Regions from separate parts of the Sus scrofa genome. Here regions 1 and 2 are each linked to region 3. A link is a contact called in public Hi-C and promoter capture Hi-C data. All regions are on one chromosome and are shown on one strand. Each heading gives the region's core, a stretch centred on a gene start, on an enhancer-like site or on the middle of the called end of the contact. The rest is flanking DNA. Distances are from core to core; before and after follow the strand shown. Region 1 holds the start of ATXN7L3 (ataxin-7-like protein 3). Region 2 holds the start of SLC25A39 (solute carrier family 25 member 39). Region 3 holds the start of GPATCH8 (G patch domain-containing protein 8).

What was found. Promoter capture Hi-C pulls out the DNA fragments that hold promoters and counts their contacts. Hi-C and Micro-C count contacts between places; a contact is called where the count stands out from the background.
Region 1: a promoter capture Hi-C map of liver shows a contact between it and region 3, with 4 times the contacts expected there. The contact joins the promoter of ATXN7L3 here to the promoter of GPATCH8 in region 3. A contact is called at or near these places in 2 of 5 promoter capture datasets (fetal liver and liver), 13 of 47 Hi-C or Micro-C datasets (alveolar macrophages, embryonic fibroblasts, fetal liver and 9 more) and 1 of 2 datasets of contacts at active chromatin or transcription factors (alveolar macrophages).
Region 2: a contact with region 3 is called in a Hi-C map of liver, with 6 times the contacts expected there. The contact joins the promoter of SLC25A39 here to the promoter of GPATCH8 in region 3. A contact is called at or near these places in 7 of 47 Hi-C or Micro-C datasets (embryonic fibroblasts, heart right ventricle, liver and 1 more) and 1 of 2 datasets of contacts at active chromatin or transcription factors (alveolar macrophages).

What each region holds. Positions count from the first base shown.
Region 1 is chr12:19,009,390-19,013,725 of Sscrofa11.1, forward strand. ATXN7L3 (ataxin-7-like protein 3) reads left to right here and starts at 2,935. Exons shown (of 13, transcript XM_021066885.1): 1 at 2,935-2,998.
Region 2 is chr12:18,913,854-18,918,015 of Sscrofa11.1, forward strand. It overlaps SLC25A39 (solute carrier family 25 member 39), which reads left to right and starts at 1,688. Exons shown (of 12, transcript NM_001244966.1): 1 at 1,688-1,708; 2 at 2,583-2,682; 3 at 2,782-2,841; 4 at 2,959-3,003; 5 at 3,261-3,394; 6 at 3,715-3,782; 7 at 3,924-4,048. The coding sequence starts at 2,598.
Region 3 is chr12:18,774,285-18,778,415 of Sscrofa11.1, forward strand. It overlaps GPATCH8 (G patch domain-containing protein 8), which reads left to right and starts at 2,220. Exons shown (of 8, transcript XM_021066861.1): 1 at 2,220-2,379. The coding sequence starts at 2,335.

The sequences.
Region 1 (4,336 bases), core at 1,685-4,184, 240 kb after region 3:
ATCTCCCAGTAACTCCAACATATTCCCAGAGAGAATTTTTCATTCCCCTGTATCATCACATCTCCTCTTCAGAGCGCCCCATCTTTTTTTTCTTTTTTTTTTTTTTTGCCACGCCGGCAACACACGGAAGCCAAGGATGGAACTCACCACAGCAGCAAGCCAAGCCACAGCAATGACAATGCTGGGTCCCGAGGAGCCTAATGTGCCACAAGGGAGCTCCCAGAGTGCCCCATCTTGGTTAAAGATGTTTTCAGGGTCTTTTACCCCAAACATCTCCAGCAATAACAATAACAAAAACCTAACCACTTCTAAGGTAACCAGCCTCTACGCTCCAGAGTGATCTACTTAAAATGCAAATCTGGTCAAACGATTCCCCCTGAGGACCCTCACAGCCTGTAGGGTAAAAGCTCACAATCTCCGAGGCACACCCTTAGTCCTGCATCGTCTGCCCACCTTACCTCCTGCTGCTTCCCCACCCACTCCTGACCCAGCCAGTGCCCAGACTTCTCTTTCCTCTCTTTTTTGGGCCACACCCGTGGCATGCAAAAGTTCCCTGGCCAGGGACCAAACCTGTGCCACAGCAGTGACAAGAGCCACTTCATCGACAACATCGTTGGATCCTTAACCCCCTGAGCTACACGGGAACTCCAAGGATGTTTCACTTCTGAAGTTTCTGTTCGAGATATCCTGACCAACTCTTTTTACGTCATTTGATCTCACCTCCCCGCCACCTCGGTCCCCTATGCTCATCTTCTTGTTTTAACACACTGTTTGGCAGTTATTTTCCTACAGGTCTGTCTACCCCACAAATTGTGAACTTCTTGAAGGAGTGTAACTGTCTTATTGTATCTTTGCATCCCAGCACAGATGCACCATAAGAATTTTCACAGTGCACCAATCAGTAACAGCTAAGATTTACCCAACAGTTACACATTAAAAGAGTTTCACATGTACTAACTTGTTAATCCCCACCACAATCTAATGAGATAGGTACCACCATCACACAAAGTGACAGGAGAGGAAACTGAGGCAACGGAGAGCTCATTTGCTAAAGTTCATTTGTCAGGTCCAAAGATTTAAATTCAGGAGTTCCCGTCGTGGCTCAGCGGTTAGTGACACCCCCCCCCCGCCCCCCGCCGCCAGTCTAGGATCTATGAAGATGCGGGTTTGATCCCTGGCTTCGCTCAGTGGGTTAAGGATCCAGCGTTGCCGTGAGCTGTGGTGTAGGTCGCAGAGCGGCTTGGATCCCAAGTTTCTGTGGCTGTGGTGTAGGCCAGCGGCTACAGTTCGATTGGACCCCTGGCCTGGGAACCTCCATGTGCCGCGGGGGCGGCCCTAAAAGACAAAAAAAAAAAAAAAAAAAAAACACCACCCACCGAAGATTTACATTCAGATGATTCCTGGTCTTTACGCTTAGGACTACTGCTTCAATAAATGCTTGCTGAAGACTAAAGTATATGATTTAAAACTGCCCTCGTTTAATCTTATCTTCTGAGGGAAGAGGGCTCTCATACACCCGTTCCAAGACTCCAGACCAAGAGAATAACCGAGATGGAAGCGCCAGTCTAGCCATCTACTGTGGCTGGGAAAGGCCCTTTGCTCCAGAAGGTAAAGAGGGATTGTGAGAGAGCGCGGATACGGGCACACCCAGGCGAGTAGAACTGGGTCGGAAGAAGGGTCTGGTTAGTGCCCGGCAGGCTGTGAAGAGGAGAGATGGGGGTCCAGCGTGGGTTCCGGAAGCAGGAAAGGCGAGCAGGTGTGGGATCTAAATTAGGATAAGGGCGGGGAGGACGCTCCGCTCAGAAAGGCACAGCTCGGCCTCCGCCCTCAGCGGAGGACCCTCATCTCGGGCGTCTGTTGGTTCTCAGGCCTGAGAACCGCCCAGAAACAAGGGGAACGGAGGCTCGGACGAGCCCCTTCGGCTCCACGGGTTTTCTGCCCTGAGGTACTAACTGCGTCCCACTTCAACTCTGGCCTCTTCACACAAGTGGCTGCACGCTTCAGGGTAAAAGCCGGGATTGGGGGGAGTCTGGGCGGGGGCGAAAGAGCCGGGAGCCCCGAGGGAAGGGCGGGGGAGCCTGGGCCGGAAGGCGTCCCAGGCTCGGCTAGGAGCCGGCGCTCTCTTTCGACGCCACCCGCTGCCCCCGCCCCGGAGCCGGCCGGGACGGCACAACGTCTCCGCCCCCAGCGCACCGCGCACCTCACCTTGAACGCCGCCCCGCCCACCGCCATCCTATTGGGCTGGCTGGGTCGACGCGAGGCGGCGATTGGCCGAGGTGCTCCAGAAGACCCCGCCCATCTCCCCGCCCCCGTCCCCGTCCGCCGGTACTTTGGACGGCGGCGTGGCGCCCCTCCTCCCCGCCCGGTCCCCGCCCCCTGGAGCAAATGCTGCCGAGCTGCGGCCGCGGGGCAGATGCACGCGCTCGGGCCCTTCTAGCAGGCGCGAGCAGTCGCTGGGCGCGCGAAAGCGAAAGAAGGAAGAGGAAGGGAGGGCGGGGGCGGGGTGTTGAGGAGGGGCGGGAGGAGGAAGAGGAGGAGGTTGGAGCGCGCTCGCGCTTGGCCTCGCGCCCGCGCGGAGGGAGGGGGAGAGGGGCGCGCGCGCGCACGCTCGCGTTCTCGCTCGCTCCATCCATCCATCCTCCGGTCGCGGCACGCGCGCGCGCTCCGGGCTCGCGCCGCACCCCCCGCCCGGGAGAGGCGGGCTGGAGTGGGGGGCGGGGGGAGGGGCGCGCGGACGGCGCGCGGACTGCGCGCGGGCGGGGTGAGGTGAGGAGGAGGAGGCGGCGACGGGACGAGAAGGGAGGGGAAGGGGCCATGGCCGCCCGGTGAGGCGGCGAGGCGGGGGGCGGCCCGACCCCCCGGCCCCGGGCCCTGGGCCCCGGGGAGAGGCGAGGACGGACCGACGGACATGGGGCTCCGGAGCAGCCGCCGCCGCCGCCGCCGCCGGAGGACGCGGCCCTGAGAGGCCGCCGGGCCCCGGCGCGGCCCCCCGGGCGGGGTGAGTACGGGACGGAGACGGGGACGGGGGAGGGGCCTGCGGGGGGCGGGGGGCGGGGCCCGAGGCGGGGCTTGGGCCCCTCCCCCCAGGTCTGGGTCAGCGCCCCTTCCCCTCCCCCCGGGCCGACGCGGAAACGCCCGGCTTCCCCCGGCTTCCCGGCCCGGCCGGGGCCCCCCGCGCTCCCCCTGTCTGGGTCCCCCCTGGGCGGGGCAGGGCCGGCCGGGGAGGGGGCGCGGGGCCTTTGTTAGGGAGCCAGGCCCCAGCCCCCGGGACAATAGAGACACCCTCCCGGACTCTTCTCCCCGGCCGGCCGGGGCTGTCGGCGGGCGGGGAGGGAGAGGGGCCGGGACGCGTCCCACTCTGCCCACTCTCTAGGGGTCGGTCTGTCCCGGACCGGCGCCGGCCTCCGGCGACTCGGCTCTCCTCTCCTCTCCTCCCCCCAGTCGGTATGATGCAGCAGCAGTGCCGCAGGGACGGGGGAAGAGCCGAGGCCCGGCCTCCTACCCTCCCCAGTGCCCCTGGCTCATTTGTCAGTCCCCACCCCACTCTAGGCCGGCAGCTCCTTAAACTCGTACCCACCGTTCAGAGGGGCCCCGGACTGTGGGCGCTGTTTCAGAATCCTTTGGTGGGGATTGCTGGACTTTGGGGCTCTTGGAGAGACTTCCGGGCTGGTCCTGAGGGAGGGAGGGTAGTTATCTAAAAGAAGACCAGGTAAGGGGAGTGCCCACTCTCGGCATGCCATCCCACCGGACTCTGCCTCCTCTTGCTCGGGGCGGCTGGAGATGCCCCTCAGCTCTAGGTTTCTGTGGGCTCTGCTCCCCTCCTGTAGTGGCAGGCTTATTTCAAGGGAAGACGGAGTGGGGTGAAGGTTGTAGGGTCCTAGGGCCATTCTTACTTCTGGTAGCAGTACCCCCCCAAGTGGACATCCTGGCTGAAAGCAGAGGTGACTCTGAGGAGAGCCTTGGGAAGGGGGGGGAGTGTATTTAGGAGTCTGTGCAGTTCTTTGCCACACCCTGTGGGTTTGCTTTGAGGCCTTAGAGTTCCTTTTCCTCCCCCTGCTGCATTGCACCATGGGTATTGAAAAGGGGTTTGAGTTTGGGGGACCTGGGGTGAACTGCTGCCTCCTGTAGACCCAGACTGTGATTGACAGTAGAGTCCAGGGCCTGAGTTCCGGCCTGGGAAGGACTAGGCCACCTTTGGCTTTCAGGCCCCAGAGGACCATCCAGACTTAGGGAGCCTTGGCCTTAGGGAGAGGTGGATCTTGATGCCACCGTTAAGCTCTGGGCAGTGAGGTACGGAGGGGAGGTGGCAGACCTCAGAGGTGCCCTGGACTCACAA
Region 2 (4,162 bases), core at 438-2,937, 140 kb after region 3:
GAGGTCTCCGAGGGGGATTCCTGGCTGGGCTACTTTGCAGCTCATCTTGGCTCTGGGGAGGAAAAGGGTGTAAGGAGTTATCACTACCACTGCCTGTATTTAGAGGCAGAGGTAAGATCAGAATCCTGGTTGCTCTAAAGACCCTTTCCAGAACGTTCTGTGCCATGGGGTGGGGTGATGGGGGGATTAATAATAATAATAATAATGACAGTCGTAGTCATTGAGGGCTTCCCATGTGCCAGACAGGGGTCTAAGCACTTTACTGCTATTAAATCATTAAATCCTCACAAAATTTCTGTGAAACGGAAGTATTTTTATCCCCATCAGCTCATTTTGGGCTTCCTAGAGGTGGAGATCCCGAACGTCCTTTCGCAGGGAAAGCACATGGTTGGCCCCTTGGAATCCACGTGCTAAACCGGCGTGCACCGGCCGGCTGGGTGACTCCAGGCCCAGATGGGACCGTTCCCGGCGGTGCAAGGCGGGGGAGCCGGTGACGTCAAAAGCACGGCCTATCCTTCTTAAAGGCGCAGGTTCACACTCCGAGTTAGTTTTTCTGTTGGGACAAATAACCGCTGACCACAGGAAAGTTGTAGAGGCGAGACAGCTGGTGGTCTCGGGTAAGGTCGGGAAAGAAATGCGTCTCCCTGAGAAGCGGGATCAGAGATGGCATCGCAGGATTTATGTCCACCTGTCACCTGGGGAGGCAACCTGGTGCAGGGAAAAAGGTACTTACCCGGTTCTAATACCGGATTCTTCGAGCCTCATTCCGTCTTCTGTAAAATGGGGTTAATAATAACCCATTTCTAGATATTCGGAGATTTAGAAGAAATCGGTTTTGTGAGAGTAAGCAACAAAGAAATGTGGGTCCCCTACCCCTACTCAATCTTCACCCTTTGCGAAGGAGGAATCCGAGGCACAGAGCGGTGCTGTGACCTGCCCAGGGTCACATGGCGATGGGACGAAGCCCAGATTGAATCCGGTTTAACCCAGGTTTCCCGGCTCCCGGGCCAGCCTTCTATCGCTGTCCAGCCTACCAGGCCCAGGTTACTTACTGCTTCTCTAAATCTATTGCTCGCGCTCGCGTGTTACCCGGCAGTTTGTCAAGAGGTCTTGGAATTTCAGTCTCAATGGATTGCCTGTTAAGTGCGGACGGCCCCATTTGATACAGTCGCCGTTGAGTTGTAAAAACTTAGCAGAGTCCGGTAGTTAAATGCTTTGCCATCGCCGATTCAAAAGCCCGCCTCCATGCAGATGAGGAAAATGGGGGGATGCGGAGAGTGCGTTGCTCACGCTCGTTTGCAAAGTTTGAGGGATCAGCAAGCTGCCCGGGTGCTGGTGAGGTGTGTTGGTGACAATACGAAGTCAAGCGTATCACTGCCGCCAGGTCACACGCGGCGCCGAGACCCCCAACCTTGGCGCGTGGGCCCGGCAGGGCACTGGGGAGGCACAGGTGGCGCGGGTCCGAGACAGCGCTGGTCCTGGACGAAGCTGGTACGAGTAGCAGCGCCGGCGTCACTCCGGGCGTGCGGCCGGTCGGCCCACGGGGGCGGGGCCTCCCGGCGCGTTCCGGGGGCGGGGCGAGCTCCGCCGCTTTCCGAGTCGGCCTTGCTGCCCGGTGAGGGCTCGCGGAGCCCGCACCGGCCGCGGAGCCGCTATGGGCCCGCCCGGCCCCGGGCGCCGCGGCGCGCGAGCACCGGCCAAGAGCCAGGTGAGTGGGCAGGACCAGGGTTGAGGGTTCGGCTGGAGACGGAGGCGGGAGTCGGATCTAAGGGGGTCCCGGGGAGGCTGAGCCCGGGGGTGATGGGCTGAAGGCCGGGAGTCGCGGGCCGACCTCGTCGGCCCCACCGGGCGCTCTCTGAGCGGCTCCGGGGTAGAGAGTGTCGCCGAGGGACGAGGAGCTATCTTTCGTCGATCCCCACTTCTCGCACTCTCGGCCGACCGATTTGGGGGAGGGAGAGCAGAGAGACTGTTCTTCCCACCCAGGCCCGGGGCCTGGCGCTTCTGGCCTTGGGAAGATGGGTGCGGGAGAGGACCAGGCACCCATGCCTGCAGTCCCCAGAAAACAGATGGGGGACTGAGTCCCCTTGGCCGCTCTCAGATGTGTTTCTTCCCCTCACTCGTCTGCCCCACCTCTCCATGCCCTGTGACTTGGGGCTCAGGAGTGGGGGGCCTAGAGGGGCGGCTCAGGCGTTTTGATCTTTAGGCCCCAGACCCCCCCCCCCGCACCTACGCTGAAGAGATGCCCCGTAAATCTGTGTGGGGAGGGTAAGGGCATGGCGGTGGGTCATTACTGCCCGTTAAACCATGGGCGACTCTTCCAGTTTCCTTCCCGACTACAGACCAGACCCCCAGAGGGACCTTGGGTAGATCACTTCACCTCTCTGAGCCTCAGGTTCCCCGATGGCAAAGTGGAGTTGGCAGTAATTGCTTTAATGGGTTGTTGCGAGAAACTCACTCTCAGTGGATGGATGGGGTGAGGGTCCGGGTAGTGTCCCCAAGTGCCCCTGCCTTGTTTTCTTTCCCCTCCCCCCGAGTCTGGTTTTGTGGGTAGATGCTCCGTTTGAGTGACCTTTGCTTTCCAGAACTGAAGCTGCGAGATGGCCGAGCAGGACCCCGGGGGCATCAGCCCCCTCCAGCAAATGGTGGCATCAGGCGCTGGGGCTGTGGTCACCTCTCTCTTCAGTAAGAATTGGGGAGGGTCGCGGAGGGGCGGGCAGCTGGGAATTGGAGGGGTCAGGGTGGGTCCTGCAAGGAGTCCTCAGACCTGCCCTCCTCCCCCAGTGACCCCCCTGGATGTGGTGAAGGTCCGCCTGCAGTCTCAGCGCCCCTCGGTGGCCAGTGGTGAGTGCCCAACCCCAGAGCCCGTAGGGTAGGGGCTGGTGCCAAGGATTTCCCAGAGGTGGGGGCTTCCGAGTAGGTAGGGGACACTCCCAACTTGGGTACTGCCTTGTATTTTAGAGCTGATGCCTCCATCCAGACTCTGGAGCCTCTCCTACGCCAAATGTGAGTGCCCTAAGCCACAGGGTACCTGTAAGGGTCCAGGGGAGGGAGTGTACCAGTCTGCCCAGGGCTCACAGGGGCCCCACAGCTATGGACTAGCACTGGCTTCTAGATCCCATCAGCCACCCCTCTCTCTCTGACACAAGAATGTCCACCCATGGACCCCAGGCTCTGCCGGCCCTCCAGGGATGGGGATGGGAGCGCACTGCCTCCTGCAGGGTTCCAGGCCTGTCATCCTGATGCCCCCACTCCTTCCCCAGTGCCCTCCTCTCTCCAATCCACAGGGAAGTGCTTCCTGTACTGCAATGGTGTCCTAGAGCCCCTGTACCTGTGCCCGAATGGTACTCGCTGTGCCACCTGGTTTCAGGACCCCACTCGCTTCACTGGCACCGTGGTGAGGAGCAGCTGCACCCTGAGCTGGGCCTGTAGGCCTTGCTGAGGGGTACAGATTGGTTGGGCAGCAGACTAGGAAAGAATGAGTAGTGGGAAGCATGTAGGGCTGGCCAGTTCGGTTTGGGAAGGGCTTCCCTGAGGAGGTGGTGCCTTCAGGAGGTTTTGAAGGGTGAATAGGAGTCCACTTAGAGCCAATTAGGGAATTATGTGTGTGGAGGCCTGAGCAGAGGCATCAGGCCAGGGCCCAGCCTGGGCCATGTCCATCACAGGCCTTGTTCACACTCATCCTCCCTCCCCCTGGGCTGGTGCCTGCTTGGCCAGGATGCCTTTGTGAAGATCGTGAGACACGAGGGCACCAGGACCCTGTGGAGTGGCCTCCCAGCCACCCTGTGAGTACCCCAGTACTGTGTCTGGTCTCCTCCTGTTACCCCACAGATCCCTTACTGCCCTGTGGGCCGGCCAGGCGAGGCAGGGAGGCTGGGGGTTAGGGAGCGTGGGGAGTCTTGGCTAAGCTGTTGAAAACCCTGTAGGGTGATGACTGTGCCAGCCACTGCCGTCTACTTCACCGCCTACGACCAACTCAAGGCCTTCCTGTGTGGGCGAGCCCTGACCTCTGACCTCTATGCGCCCATGGTGGCTGGCGCCCTGGCCCGCCGTGAGCACAGCCCTGGGCCCTCAACCGCCCCCTGACCCCACCTGTGCCCAAGTTCAGTCCTGACTCCCAGCCCCACCTCTGCCAGCCTGGGGGTGGGGGGGGTTGCCCAAGGCC
Region 3 (4,131 bases), core at 970-3,469:
GGGAACTTCCCACAACTTTATTTTCTAACTCTTCTATTGAATTTTTAACTTCTGCTTAAAATTTTTTAATTTTAAAAGTTATTTCTCAATCTCCAAATATTCTCTATTCGGCATCCTATGCTCCCTGATGTCGTTCCTTGTTCTCTGATGTGATCTTATGTCTCCATGGATAATGATTATAATTTTTTTTTTTTTTGCTACCTCCATTACCTCTGACTCTTCGGAAACCCTTTTCCTGTTGTTTCATTTTGGTTCTTGATGGGAGTTATTTCTGTCTCTCCTTCAATGTCTGGTAGTCACTGGCTATCCATGCATATTCAAGAGCTGAGTGGGAGAGCTCTGTGGATGGGATGGGGCTACCTGAATGATGGACTTCTCTATGGGATACATGGGCAGGAACAAGATCTTATCTTGAGGAGACCCCACTCCTCACTCCTAGTTTTGGTATGTGTATGTTTTTTCTCACTAAGCCATTCAGTTTCTCAGAGAGGGATCCTATAGTCTCTTGCCAGGAGAAGACCTGCTCTCTGACAAGAAGGTTGCCTTTTACCAAATCTTCCCATTTTCAGCATGATGGCTCCCTCCTTAGCTGTGACACATATGTTGATGCCTCTGTGGTTCAGCCTTTTCAGAGGAGAACCCTCCCAGTTTGCTACCTGGGTGGGACTAGAGTCTAACAGCCCCTTGAACTGCCTCGTAACTAGTCCTTTTTTTTTTTTTTTTTTCTTTTCTCTTCATTGCTGCACTTGTGGCATATGGAAGTTCCCAGGCTAGGGGTCGAATTGGCACTGCAGCTGCTAGCCTACACCAAAGCCACAGCAACTTGGGATCAGAGCCAGGTCTGCAACCTACACCATAGCTCACAGCAACGCTGGATCCTTAACCCATTGAGCAAGGCCAGGGATCGAACTCACATCCTCATGGATACTAGCTGGGTTCTTAACCCACTGAACCACAATGGGAACTCCCTATGACTTTATCCTTTAAATGTCATTTTAGTGGGGTTAAGAGGAGAAGAGGTAAATGTGTTTTGTGTATCCATGGGATTCAGGTTGCCACATTTATGCACAAGTCATTTCACAATGTTTAAATTCTGAGTGTTCTGCCTCTCCTTATACAAAGAGGCAGCTCTTTTCACTGCTTAGAACTATATTCTTGGACTAGGAGTTGGGTGAGGCAAAGTGTGACAAAAGAATAGAAGATACACACATTCTTTCCAAAAAATTACCTTCATTTTGATTCTCAGGTAGAGAAAGAGTCATTTTTCCACCGTGGGATTTCCATCAGCTACTCTTTGGAAAAGCAGGCAAGTCCAGCTGTCTTTCTTATGGTTTTATGTATTTTGGCTAAGGGAGCTGGAGGGCTGGGTGGGGTGCTCAGGAAGGTCAAAAGATGGAAAAATCTGATTCATAACTCATACAAAGTCAGTGCTAGGCAGGGGCAGTAGAGATTACTGAATTCAATTTCCTTTTTTTTTTTTTTAAATGGAAGCTGAAGCCCAGAGGGCTGTAGTTGATTTGAATAGACTTTGGTCTCTTGGGAAATACTTCTCTCTAATGATCGTTAGAAAATGTCACGTTATTAGTAGTCATTGGCCCTTTGAGTGCTCCAAGGCTGCCGGGCCCCTTTCTGTTCCTTGGTCAAAGGTCTTTTCAGAGGGCGTTCTTCTCATGACCAGTCTGGTTTTTTGCTCTTGTTGCCTTTTTGGTTTTTTGGTAGCACTCGTTAATTTTTAAAATTATGTAATTATTTTATTATTTATCTGGTTTTCCCTGTAAGCACTATGAGAGAAGAGATCTTTCCTGTCTCGTTCGCCACTCAATCCTCAGAGTGAACCGGGATTCGAACCTAATAGTCTGGGTCCAAAATCCGCGCTTTCAGCCACTACATTATGCTCTTATTTGGTGAAGAAAGCAGAGGATGGGCTTCTGCGTTCCTAGGCAAGCAAGAGGGCAAGAAGACATCTCCCTACTGGGAGAAACGAGCAGGTGGAAAACATCCGCACCCAAGCGAGCGGCGCCCCCTCTTGACCTTTCTCTCCGGAAGCGCATGCAGGCCTCCGCTGCGAGTGCGCACGCGCGGCCGCCGGGGGTCGCTCTGGGTCGCGCGCGGAGCGGGGACGTGAGGGGAGGTTCCGCCCCTGGGGCAGAAGGGCGCCTGCGCCAGCGGGGCTCGGGTCGGGACGCGCAATCTCGCTCCCTCCCTCCCTCGCCTGCGCGCGCGGGTGGGCGTGGGAGGAGGCGGGGAACAGGGGAGGGGAGCGAGGGGGCGGGTGTCGCGGGAGGGACGGAGCGAACCGTAGAGCGTCGTCCTGAGAGGAGTGAAGGCGGCAAAATGGCGGACCGCTTCTCCCGCTTCAACGAGGACCGAGACTTTCAGGTAAACACGGGCGTCGCCGAGGATCCGGGGAAGGCGCTGGCCGCGCCAGAACCTCCTCATCCCCTGCTCCCAGCTCTCCACCCCCACCCCCCCGTTCTGCTCCGGCTTCCGAACCGGCTCCCTTTTCTCCCGCGTCCGATTCCTCCAGGGGCCTCCTAAGCTTGAGGCGAGGCCGCATCTCCTCTCAGCTCGTATTCTTACCTCTTAATTCAGGCGGCAGGGTTTGCGGCCTCGGTCTGTTCCGGCTGCGGCTTTGGGAGCCCCAGCCTGGCGGCTGAGTGGGGGGCTGTGCTGCCCTCGGGTGTGCCGGGCGTGTGCGGGCGCTAGGTTGGCTCCCAGAGGCAAAGGGGGGGTGGGGTGGGGGTCAGAGGGCTTGGGGCGAGTGTTGCTGAAACCAGGGCTCCCGAACCCCTGGATTTTGCTCGTACGGCTCTTCTTGGGGTTCTTCTCCCTCTTTCCTCACTGTAACAAATAAATCCCTTTCATTGTCTATTTTATCATTTCCTTGCCCGGAAAAAAGGGGCTTTATTTATCAGATGCCTTCTTGGTTAGTCACACAATGAGATTTTCCTGGGCGAAATGTTGTTGTTGTCATTAGGCCGTTAATTGGCCTTGCAAAACAGCTTGGAAGATGGTCGATGTAAGCTTAGCCCCAAATCCTACCTTGAGCGATTTGTAAGAAGCGTCATGATAACGGACTTTACAAGCAGATGATGACTAGTATCAAAGGCTTGATTTTTCTTTCCAAAGTTGCAAATGTTGTCTGGAAAAATGTCCTTGCCATGGCAGGCGTTATGGAGGAAAAAATAAAGGCCAAATGAGAACAACACGTCTTTCGGCTGTTTCGAATACCTTCCTGTTGAGCATTGTTACCGCAGAAATCTCTGCGACTAAAGGGCATTTGGTAGAGATGGGCTCTTTCTAGGGTAAAAGACATCCTCAGAGTCTCAAAGAAACCACTGCATTACTACCGCATATCCCAGCAACAGCAGTTTGGGTCTGGGGATGAACAACCGAACTCAAGTTTTTATCCCGCTGCAGATCTTTCTCAGCAACACGGGGATATTCTAGTTTGGTTTCAAAAGGCAGTTTGAAATGGTTTGAATTCCCCGGGAAGATTGGGTTGGTAAATAAACAGGTAAAGCAGTTCAGCCAACACTGTTAACAGTCTAATGCATAGAACGCTAAATGAGAAGTTTTGCAGCAGCAGTAAGGGATCTGGGGGCTGTCGAAAAGCCTTGTGATCAGGCGCCTGCTGTATAGCTGCAGCACTACACAAGATCTCAAGGTGTTTGAAGATATTATGCAAGTCCAGGGAAGTTTGAAGTAGTTCATATTAGCCGTTTCCCTGGGACATGATCTCTGGAAAAGGTGGTGGGTTTGGTTTTGTTTTTAGGGAGCACCATAAAACATGAGTAAGCTGCAGGATGTGTGGGGTTTATTGGTAGTTTTTAAAGAGACGGGTGACAACTAAAACCCTCAAATACTTTTAAGAGGAGGTAATTTGAAGGTCACTTAGTAAAATTGAAAATAGATAATATGGACAATTAAGTTTTGTGTTTGTCAGCCACAGGATTTCAGCAGTCTTAAACAGGATTTGCAGGGCCTTGACAGTTTTTGAAAACTGGAGAGCAGAGTATGAATGTGGTCACCTGAAAAAATCGAGAAAACCTCTATTTTTTTTTTTTTTCCAAGTAAAATGATTCTCTTTTCTGTTGCTTTAGTGGAGACCTGCTTTTGGTTGCTTGGTAA